Linked DNA regions of Mus musculus: region 1 is linked to region 2. Evidence: chromatin contacts called from public targeted proximity ligation data. All regions are on one chromosome and are shown on one strand. The core of a region is the stretch at or near the end of the contact, and the rest is flanking DNA. Distances in the headings are between cores, read along the strand shown.

Region 1 (6,181 bases), core at 2,570-5,069, 150 kb after region 2:
GCCAAGACTCAGAGAGTCCGTGCATGTCTATGTGAGACTTACCCTTACTTCCACTGCAAACAGCAATGCCACATTGTAACTACCTACTAGGTGTCAGACACATCACATCACCGCCTCAATTAATCCTCAAGAAAATCTTGTACTATGGGAATTGTTTGCACTTTTACAGGACAGGAAACTGAGACATGAAGAAATTCAACAGCTTGCCCTATATTACACAAACTACTAAGTGGAGAGACGGTGACTGTCTTTCCCAAAGCTTGTGTGCCTTCCATCACATTCATGACTACCAAAATACTTTTTATTCACAGTTAAATTTCCTGAACAATGGGGGAGGGGCAGCAGTTAACTCTATGGGTCTTTGGTGTTTGGTGGGATCTATTTTTATAGACAAGGTTTGCCTATAATAATAGGTGGTGACTGACTGTGAGAGCTTTGGATTCAGCCTGGGCTGTCTCCTACTGCGTGTTCAATAGCCATCTATAGAGTGAAGACACATATACCTTCCTCTTGGGAGCATTGGAAAGAACTAATGAAATATCATTCGTCAGGAATCAACCCCAGTTGTCAGATGTGGCAGTGTACCCTTGTAACTTCAACACTCAGAAAGTAGAGGCAGGAGAATAAGGAGTTCAAGGCCAGCATCAGAAGGCAGCCTTGGGTACATGAAGCCCAGTTTCAGAAGCAAAACCAAAAAATCCATCCTAATTATTTGGGGAGAGGAAAGGGCCTTTGAGGAGGCAGAGGGAGAGTATGTGTGTGTGTGTGTGTGTGTGTGTGTGTGTGTGTGTGTGTGTAGTCTGACTGTCTAAACGCTTGGTATATGAATATGAAAATGGTATGATTCTGTATAACTAATATAAATATAGTAAAAAATTTAAATCTTCCCAAAATACCCATCCACTGATAAATGTCTAAATGGGACCTGATATATCCATATGATGGAATACTACCTGATAATAAAAGAGAATGAATTCTGCTGCAGGCTACAATATGAATGAGCCTTGATAATATGCCAAACGAAAGAAGCTAGACACAGGGAGACAGACATACTTTATTCCATTTCATATCAAGTCTTCGGAATAAGAATAATCAGTAAAATCAGAAAGTAGGAGTGTGGTTGATTAGTTGGAGATAGGGGCTGCTAATTTCGGGTGGAGGTGATAGGCAGACAATTAAGGCATATGAGCTATTGGCTGCACAGCTCTGTGTATCTGTTAAAGTCCACAGAAGCATACACTATTATTGGGTGAGGTCCAAGGTATATGAATTATATCTCAGTAAAATGGTTAAGGAGCAGAATGAATCTCAAATGTTCCACCCACCATCAGCTGTGGGAGGCTGGACACACAAAAATTCCTAGGAATTCCTTTATATAATGAAACTTGGTTGAAGGAATTTGCAAAGGACCTCAGAGAGCTGATGTGTGAAGTTGTAGGGGGATTTTCCTGTCACTTTCTGTCACAAAGGCCCTTCTTGCTTTTGCTTGAACTGTGAGGCTGTGTAAGCCATGTTTCCTTGGAACCTGGCCTTGGAGGTCCAGAAGAAAGGAATATTTTCTCCAGTTTGTCAGTCAGAGAAGGGAGCTGAATGGCAGCTCTTGCATCTCCCCCAGCCGAGATGGCCAAAATCACAATCAATACAACATAATGCTGACCCTGCGGATCAAACACACTGATTTACTACCTCTACCAAATTTTCACTTTGATCATAGCATTTTAAAACGTGGACCTGTAAGTTGGGATGTAGTGCTTACCAAGCATGCAGGAGGGTCTTGATCTGAACAAAACAAAACAAAACAAACAAACAAATAATAAAATTCAGATCTGAGTCCCTTAGCATATCCCTACAGTGTTCCCAAAGAATTTGTCTATCTGTGTCTTGAGAGATTTAACATGTCTTCATGGGGATGCATAAATTCCTCTGCAGGTGATTGAAAGAGCGTAGAAATGTGGACGACATGTTCAAATAGACTAGCGTGTTTTTAACTGAGTGCTGGTCAGATAATTACATCTACAATCTATAGGTGCGAAACAGATTGTAGCCCTCAAACAAAAAAGGCAAGTTCATTGACTGAATTCATACGTGTTTATTGTCCTTTTCTGTACTGTATTAGTGTCTTTAACTGGCTAGACAATCATAAATTTTTTTTAACTCTCAGTAAATCTTATCAGTACCCAAATAATGGGATCCGTGTTTACAAGCCGGTGATTGTGTTCACCTTTGATAAAGACTACAGACGGTCAATAAATGCGGAGACATTTACATGGCCGGTAGGAGCCTAACTAAACTATCTAATCTTTGAAAAGACAGCCAACACAATGAACTCCGAAGTTAATCCCTTCAAATACTAGAGAGACAGGTTAGTGCTTAAACTCAAATCACTCTGCACTGAAGAAAATACCCATTAAGGCTTTTTTTTTCCCCTTTGACTCCCAGAAAAGAATCCCGATTGCAGTTTGCTCTCTGAAGGCAGGTCTTTATCATCCACATTCAGTGACTTCTAGGACCTGAGCTTGGGAAGGGGGGTGGCTATTAACGATTGTATGAATGACCTCGACAGTCTTTGACAACTTTAAAACTTCACAAGAACATTTCTCTTTCATTTCACAGAAGCAAAACACATTACTTTCTGATTCATCTCTCTTAGTCAAGGAAGCAAGCTTCCACGTGTTTAGAGTTCCTGGATATTATAGTACTTTATTTATTGCTTGGAGAGTCTTAAGAAGAGGCTGGACTGAAAGACTATGAATTAACCCAGTGGTCCATATTACCTAAAAAGGAGAAAAGTTTAAAAACCCTGACCAGATGCTTTGAAGAAGGCAGATTATGAATATCTGGGTCAGAGACATCAATTCAGATACTAAAAAAGAAAAAAATTTGAGTTTTCTGTGAAGGAGTGAGGGAGGGAAAGAAAAAGACACACACACACACACACCACACACACACACACACCACACACACACACACACAGAGAGAGAGAGAGAGAGAGAGAGAGAGAGAGAGAGAGAGAGAGAGAGAGAGAGGAGACAGAATCCCCATCTTGGGTATACAGGCAATCCGGAAGGCTCAGCCTTGTTACCCACTGAACTTCCAGGATACTGGGCTCGAGAGCAAAGCCACACTGTGGGCTGCAGAGCGCTGACGTCCTGTTCTCCACAGGTAATGAGGATATTCTGGCTGGCCTGGCACTTAGCCATGCCAGGAAGCCCGCTGGAATCTTGACTTTGTGGATTAAGAAATGGCAGGAAGTTTACCAACGTCCGGAGTTCAGGAGCACAGCTTTGCCCTCAGGTCAGCAGTGGGAAGTCTTGGATGAAGGCTAACATGCTTATTTTTGCATAAACTTTGAACTCACTCTGATAGGCTATCGGTAAGTGGGTAGATTTGGTATGGGGAGGGATGGTTCGGGGGACACTAACAGACTTGCAACTTCAGAACCGCACGTTCATTGACTCAGCTCTAATGTCGCAGTCACCCACGGATACTCCTAGCCCGAGTCACCCCCTTGGCCTCGTGACCCTACTCATTTTGTTGGACTAGACGGAGCCTTTGTTCAAGTAGACTTTCTCTACCCTAGTCCCACAGCCGAACAAAGCTGGAACATGGCACAAAGCCAAGCTGGGCCTGGCTTTGTTCGATTTTGTTGTTCTTTTGTTCTTTCTCTGTGTCTCTGTCTCTATCTCTGTCTCTCTCCTTTCTGTCATGGACAGGGTCTCCTGTCGGTGAGGTCAGCTTCAAACTCTATGCTCTCCTGCCTCCATCTCCCAAATGCAGGGCTTCTGGGCAAGCGCTGGACATCTGGTCTCATTCTGGATCCCTTATCTCTATGGCCCTTCTGGCTTCTCAGCTCTTGCCTTGTATATTTCTCTAGGCCCTTATCTGTTGTTCTGTTGTGAGTGGATTATTTTATACCTTTATTTTTCTTCTCTTCCCACCTCATTGTTACAAGGACCTTGCTTCCTGTCTACTGAGAAAATAAAGTCAGCAGAAGGAAACTTCCATAGGTTTCCACAACCTTATAGATCCACTGACCAACATTTGGGTTCATAGACTATATTCTCTCTCTCTCTCTCTCTCTCTCTCTCTCTCTCTCTCTCTCTCTCTCTCCCTCCTTATTTTGTCTCCTTTAACTCCCCTCATCTACAGAAACTGCTCTTGTAAGACAGCCACTGCAGTGGAGTTTTTCATCTTGAGGTAACCTGAGATTTGAACCCACCCTTAGGATAGGAAGTAGAAGGATAGGCGTAGCCTGGTTGTCTAGTGACTTGGGGGGGGGGGCAGACAAGACCTAGCCTGCATTAGTCACATCTAGAAGTGTTTGTGAGTTTTCAATTAACAATATAATTTGTACTGAATAGAAAATTTGGTATAAAAGTAATGAGACTAAACGTATAGGTGTTCACTAAAGAGAAAGTTCATTACACCCAGGTTCTGAGGATGAAAACATTGTTACTATGCTCAGTTTCATTTACTGAGATGACATCATCACCATCATCATCATCATCACCATCATCACCACCATCATCATCACCATCACCACCACCATGATCATCACCATCACCACCAGACACATTTCTGTGCAACACAAACTTCAGATCTCTACAAAGGCCATTACTACTCTACTGCGAGAGCAAAAGAACCAGAAGGTTTTCTGAGGAATCAGAATTTGGCCAACGTGATATTGACCTATATTTGGACTTTTAGACTTATTTTTTTTTTAAATTGTTTGTATGCATGAGTGTTTGTGTGGAGGGTTGTGCACATGAGTGCAGGTGCTCCCAGAAGCCAGAAGAGGACACTGGATCCCCTGGAGCTGGAAATAAGAGGCTACTCTGAGCTGCAGGATTGAATTTAAGGGTTCTCTCTCTACACAAGCGGTAGATGCTCTTAGCTGATGAGCCATTTCTCAGCCCTGAAACACAGTCTTTTTTTTTTTTTTTTTTTTTTTTTGATACAGAGTTTCTCTGTATAGCCCTGGCTGTTCCTGGAACTCACTTTGTAGACCAAGCTGGCCTCAAACTCAGAAATCCTCCTGCCTCTGCCTCCTGAAACACAGTCTTAAACCTTAAATTTCACTTCCACCTCCAAGGCTATTTATTAACTGTAAGCCTAGTTATAAAGAGAGACTAGTTATAGGTGTGGAGAGATAGTTCCAAGATCTTTGTTCTGTGAAATTCAGGTCAGGGCATGTGGACACGGCTCACCTTTAAGATGACTTCTGATTGGTGGAAAGATCATGTTGCTTCAAATGCTGCCACTCACACTAGCTTAAATAATATATGCGTTTTTATTAACTATTTGAGAGCTTCTTACAATGTATATTGATCATATTCACTCGGCTTCTTACTAACTCCTTCAAAATCTCCCATCTCGATATGTGTCCTTGTAGATGTGTGTATATTTATTTATTTGATAATTTAATAATCCATCAACTCAATCATGTGCTATTAATTTATCCTTCTGGGTGTGGGGCCATCCACTAGAGTGTCACATTGGTTTTGGAAAGCCATTTAAACCCAACGTTTCTTGATAGAATGGGAATTTCATGGAGGGTGGGTGTCAGGGCTGCTGAGAGGAAAGACTAAGGAGCGAGCAGCAGGCTTGGCTGACATTCTACAAACACTTGAGCGTTTTGAAACGTGCTCACTTTCTGCAAAGGTTACTGTCAAAATACCGCACTTCCTCAGCGAGCCCCTGTATGCCCACACACTGATTGTTTTAGGATGTGACCAACTTCTGTGGAGTTGAGCTCGTTGGCTTCATTTTTCCCTGCAACGTTTCCTCCGTACTCATTGATTTCCATGGCTACACGATGATTGCTTCCTGAGAAACAAAAGAACACATGTGTTTAGAAGCGAAAAGGAAACATACAGATCACCTATTGAACCTCAGCCCTGGAGAGCCCCGAATAAATGGAAACTTTTCTTTCTTTCGGGGTGTGTTTGAGGCAGAAAGGATCTCAACAGTCATTCTCTTAAGTTTTACTCTCCAATTGTTGTCCTTGGGAGGGGCCAGACTCTGTCAGGGACTGCAAACCAAACTGACTCCCACAAGTTCTGTAGGATAGGCTGTCCGCAGAATCAACATTTCTGAGCAGTTGCAGATCTGGAGAAAATGATAGCGGGTAATGGGAAACTTGAAGAGATAAAGGGTAGTGAAACCTATTGTGGTCAGGCAT
Region 2 (5,544 bases), core at 1,994-4,493:
AATTTTTAGCTATTTTCTTGAATTCCTTGCCACAATCAAAAAGATTGTACAGAGACACTGTTTTGATACTTATGAAGGAGAAAGACATTTTTTCCTTTTCTTTGCTTCTTTCTTTAAAAAAAAAATTATCTGCTAGGCACTTAATCCTCTAATGATTCTAACAATAAAACAGGAACCCTGAAAAAAATTAAAATTACACACACACACACACACACACACACACACCATGTTTAAGGGTTGAGAATGCTTGTTAACGGTACAGTACCTTCCTGGCATACATAAAGCCTTAGGTTGGATCCTCAGGGCTTCCTAATGCTTTCCCAGGAGATTGATGCTGGCACAGGGACAGGCTGAAACTCTGCTGTCCAGAGCTCTCCCCCAGGAAAAGGCATCATCTTTCAGTTTGGGTAATTTATCTTACAGCTCAACCTATATAGATATGCTTCTGGGCGTCGCTTTCCATTACTCTTGCAGTTCTGGCTCAGAGGGGAAATAAATGAATTTCTTTGCACCAACTCTTGTTTGCAGGGCTTTGTGTATGTGTGTGTGTCTGTGCATTTAGCAAGCAGCAGACCTGGTAAGTCAGATAATGATAATTTTTATTATCTCCATTTTACTACAAGGAAACCCAAACTGTGAAATGTTAAGTATTTTCCTTCAGGTACCAAGGATATATTTACTTTGTCTGTAAATATATATAAATGTCTTACAAGAGACTGGAAAACCAGCGAGGGGTGTAGATGGTAGAGTGCTGGTCTAGCACAAAGAAGCCTTGGGTCTGATGCCCAGTCCAGTATAAATAGGTATGGTGGTAAACACCTGTGATCTCAGCACGGGGGAGGTGGACGCAGTATGATCAAAGCCATCCTCAGCTAGCCAGTGAGCTGGAGGCTAGCCTGAGCTACATAAAACCCATCTCAAAAAACCCCAAAACAATGTGAAGAAGGACCCAGATGAAGTTTACACTCAGGTAGGAAAAAAAAAAAAACCACAACATAATTATAAAGTGTAGTGTTAAAGAAGCAAATAGCAAGTTCCTTTAGACAGGATGGTCAAGTTTTGTTTTTTCTAGGGTCTCTTGTAGTCCAGCCTGGCTTGAATTTGCTAATCCAAACCCTGAGACTGAGATTACAAGCTTGTTCAACCAACCCAGTAAAAAACAAACAAACAAACAAACAACCCCACCAAGCCATGGGGGCTGGTGAGATGGCTCAGTGGTTAACAGCACTGACTGCTCTTCCAAAGGTGCTGAGTTCAAATCCCAGCAACCACATGGTGGCTCACAATCACCCGTAATGAGATCTGACGCTCTCTTCTGGTGCGTCTGAAGTCAGCTACAGTGTACTTATGTGTAATAATAAATACATAAAAACAAAACAAAAAAACCACCCAAACAAACAAAACAGTCTTTAAAAACCAGAAACTGACAGAAAAATGAGAATGAGGAAGGCATCCAAAGTGCCAATGGACTAGAGTTCCACTGAGGCGCTGGCACTCGTAGTACAAGGGGAGACAGAGAACAGGGTAAACACCACCTTAGAATAGTGGTCTGCATGAATGACCCTTTCACAGGGGCCAAGCAAGCCCATCGGAAAACACAGGAATGGTAAGACCTTTTGCATCTAATTCCAAAAGATTAAAAAAAAAAAAAAAAAAAAAAAAAAAGACAAAAAGACAAAAATCATGGGATGCAGCACTCGGGAGGCAGAGGCAAGTGGATTTCTGAGTTCGAGGCCAGCCTGGTCTACAGAGTGAGTTCCAGGACAGCCAGGGCAATACAGAGAAACCCTGTCTCGAAAAAAAAAAAAAAAAAAAACCCAAAAAAACCAACAACAACAAAAAAAATCATGGGCTGGAGAGATGGATAAGAGCTGTTAAGAGCACTTCCTGTTCTTCCACAGGACCTGAATTCAGGTCCTAGCGCCCACTGTAGGTGGTTCACAACTGACTTTTTAACTACAGTTCCAGGGCATTCAATGCCATCTTCTGTCCAAGGGCACCACCACACACTTGGAGGACACACACACAGACACACTACCCCACACATAAATAAATAATCTTAAGCCACACCCCTCAAAAAAAAAAAAAAAAAAAAGCAAACAAGAAACCAGCCAGGACTGGTAGCTCATTCTTTCAATACCAGTATGCAGAAGGCAGGAAGATCATTGAGGATTCTCACAGGGCCAGCCTTGTGTTCAGAAAGATATCTTGTTTAAAACAAACGAATAAATAGCAAATGATGGACATAACACAGTTTGATACTAAACTGGAAATGTATGAAATGGACGCTTGAACTCCTGATCTTTCTGCCTCTGTCCCTATATGTGTTTGGTTTGCTTTTTAAAGGATATTTGCTGAGTGAATGCAGTAGCAGGGAGGAGAAAAAAAGGGTAGCAGTAGGAACATCGAAGGAAGTCATTCAGGGACGAGATTCAAAGTCTTGGAGGAAGGTGATTGCAGAGGAAGGGTCTGGTTAAAAACACGTGTTGAAGTGAGAAAGACTGGCCGGAGGCAAGGGTATAAAGATGTTCAATATGTTCACTTTGTGGGACATTTTGAGATAGCAGTGAGTCTCTGGGGCTAGCTTTTGTTTTGTTTTTGTTTGTTTGTTTTTGGAGACAGCGTTTCTCTGTGCAACCAGCCCTGGCCGTCCTGGCCTCGCTTTATAGATCAGGCTGGTCTGGAACTCGGAGAGCTCCTCTGCCACTCCTGCCTCCGAGAGTAGTTTACCAGTAGACAGTTGGCTTTGCTTAATCCAGAGGACCAGGGATCTGGAGTGCGGAAGGCGGGTATTTGGCGAGGTCGGCGGCGCTTTCTCTGATCCTCGCTAAGTTACATCGGAGAGGCTAAACCGCATTTAAGATCCCGCGAAACAGAAAAAGCAGCTCCGGAAACCCGATGAGGCGGAGGACTCGGCTTTTCTGTTTCCCCGGTCCCCACCTACACCTTAAACGGCCGAGTTGTTCGTCACCTCTCTACGGAAAGCGAGAAGCCTCGGAGGGCGGTAAGGACCCAGCGAATGCGGCGATGTAGGCGTCCCAGGCCCCAGAAGCCCGCCAGCGGCAGCACTGAAAGCTTGCACAGTGAACTTCGGACTACAGGAGCCAGCCTGCACCGCCATCCATTTCTTCGGGTCACGCCCCGTCGTCACCACAGTGACGACACGGCGTCCCATGATGCCTCGCGTGCCGCTCTGCTATTGGTCCGGTCAGTCGTCTCCATTTTTCAAAATTGAGGCGCGGAATCGTTGCTGATTTCGGAGCAGAGGAGGAGGTTCGTCCTGTCCGGCTTTTGCGGGGCGGCGGCCACGGCCAAGAGGCCTGCGTGGACCTCGGGGACGCCGAGCTGCGAGTCTCGGTCCTCGTGGCCTTGGCAGCACCGGGTGAGGAGAGGCTGCTCCCGGTTCTCACTGTGTCTGAGTCTCCGCTAGGCCGGCAGGTTTTGGCTCGACCGTCATGGCGTCCCAGCCGAGTTCTTTGAAGAAGAAAGAGGAAAAGGGCAGGAACATCCAGGTGGTGGTGAGATGCAGGTAAGGAGAGGCTGGGACGAGTCCGGACGCGGAGGCTTAGCTTTTGGGCTAGCCGTTCCGGAGAGCGATTTGTTTACCTTTCTGAAGGACACCAAGTCATCGGTTTCTGGGGCTCCCCGTGTTTTGTTCGGTAAACATGCTACCACGTTTAGTTCTAAATTAGGGTTTGTCTCGGGGGGGGGGGGGATGTTGGTGTTGGTTAAAGTTAAGCTGCAGTCACAAAGAATTTGATGGTTGCTCTTCGCTGAAAAGTGCGTTCCCTTTTAAAAGCCAATGTCGCCGAAAATTTAGCTGTCATTGCTCTGTGCTACCCCGTCCGAGTTGTCAGTTTGGGAATAAAGCTTCCTACTTACTTTGCATGTAGTTTGGCGCTCACCTTGGGGTTATTTCCACTTCGGAAAGACTAATAGTTCTTTATTCTGTGTGTTTGGTCCAATAGATGAAAGTAGGTTTGCTTTTAAAAGGGAACGCACTTTTCAGCGAAGAGCAACCATCAAATTCACCTCTAATAACCAAGTAGACATTGCTGAATTTAAGCTAAGCTGTAAAATGAGTTTATGAAACTCACGAGCTAATGAAAGTACATGGCTAAGGTGCAGCATCTTTTCTCTTTCTCATTTTTCTTCTTCTTCTTTTTTTTTTTTTTGGTTTTTCGAGACAGGGTTTCTCTCTCCTTCTTTCTTTCTTTCTTTCTTTCTTTCTTTCTTTTATCTGCCTTTGTTCATTGACCAAAAGACAAAATTGAGAGGAGGGAGGGTGTGGGGTTCAGCTCTCCCCGACTGACATCCAAATAACTTACCCAGAGTTTTTAATTTTTTTGAATTTTTGTGATGTTACCGAGGTTGGTCTGGAACTATATGTTAGCGTACTTTACTGTCTCAGCCTCTCGGTCGTTTAGCTGGGATTGCTGGGTGACAAGTGTGTGCCACTGTGTCTGCCTTTTTTTTTTTTTTCCTGAGACTGGCCTCAAACTCCGACTAGCTCCCTGCCTTAGTTCTGAGTTCTGGAGTTATAAGCAATTCAAGTTTCAGCTACCAGACCCAAGTTTTTAAACTAGGTGACGTGTGTGTGTGTGTGTGTGTGTGTGTGTGTGTGTGTGTGTGTGTGAGCAACTCTAGGCTTGCCAAAGATACTTAATTGCTGAACTCTGGAGTTTTAGTTACTTAATTTGGAACTTTCATTTTAATCAACAGGAAAGCAGACACACTTAAGAATTTAGGAAAAAAAAAATTAGGCAGATTTAGGCAGGCAGTTGTGGGGCACACCTCTAATCCCAGCATGTTTTACAGATCGAGTTTCAAGACAACCAGGGCTACAAAGAGAAACTCTGCCTCAAAAAATTTTTATTTTTAATAATGGGTATATATTCAGGTGTTTGCACACATACGTGAGTGCTTGTGGAGAGCAGAAGAGAGCACCACCTCTAAGGCCAGAGTTACAGGTGGTTGTGAGTCACCCCCAGGTGTGGGGGCTAGAAACAGAACTCAAGGTCTCTAGAAGAACAAGAAGTGTTCTTACCCTAAGCTACCCAACAAATGCACTTTTTTTTACAATTTTTTTGCAGTATTATTATTATTAGTCAATATTGCCTTTTCTGTGTGCTATTATTTCCTTTGTTACTTACAAAGTGTTTGAGTCATAAAAAGTTACAAAGAACACTGACGGTGGGGGTGTGATGGTACAAGCCTTTAATCCCAGTATTTATCCCTCAAAGTAAGAAATAAAACATCTCATGTGTCCATACTGTCCTCCTACATTTCAAGGCTGGCCTTAAGAGAATTTTTTTTAAACATTTTTTTACCAGTGAAAACGTTTACACGTGTCTGTTATGTACAATAGTTTAGGCATAGGTTTTTCTTTTTCTTGTTTGGTTAGTCTTTTCTCTATTAAGTAGTGTTCCTGGCGCCAGTCTCATTAAGCTTTTTTTTTTTTTAAAGATTTATTATTTATTATATGTAAGTACACTGTAGCTGTCTTCAGACACTCAAGAAGAGGGAGTCAGATCTCGTTACGGA

Evidence for each region.
Region 1: a contact with region 2 is called in a targeted proximity ligation map of pancreatic cancer cells. A contact is called at or near these places in 5 of 39 promoter capture datasets (the C10 cell line, HPC-7-derived erythroid cells, liver and 2 more), 7 of 484 Hi-C or Micro-C datasets (the C10 cell line, CD4 T cells, LSK cells and 4 more), 10 of 130 datasets of targeted methods (the 230-238 cell line, the SCID.adh cell line, bone marrow-derived macrophages and 6 more) and 3 of 9 other capture datasets (adipose tissue, liver and pancreatic islet).

Annotation. Positions count from the first base shown.
Region 1 is chr19:37,517,767-37,523,947 of GRCm38.p6, forward strand. No RefSeq gene overlaps it. Among named protein-coding and RNA genes, the nearest start is that of Gm41842, 25 kb to the right of the region's middle.
Region 2 is chr19:37,373,139-37,378,682 of GRCm38.p6, forward strand. It overlaps Kif11 (kinesin family member 11), which reads left to right and starts at 3,244. Exons shown (of 22, transcript NM_010615.2): 1 at 3,244-3,529. The coding sequence starts at 3,456.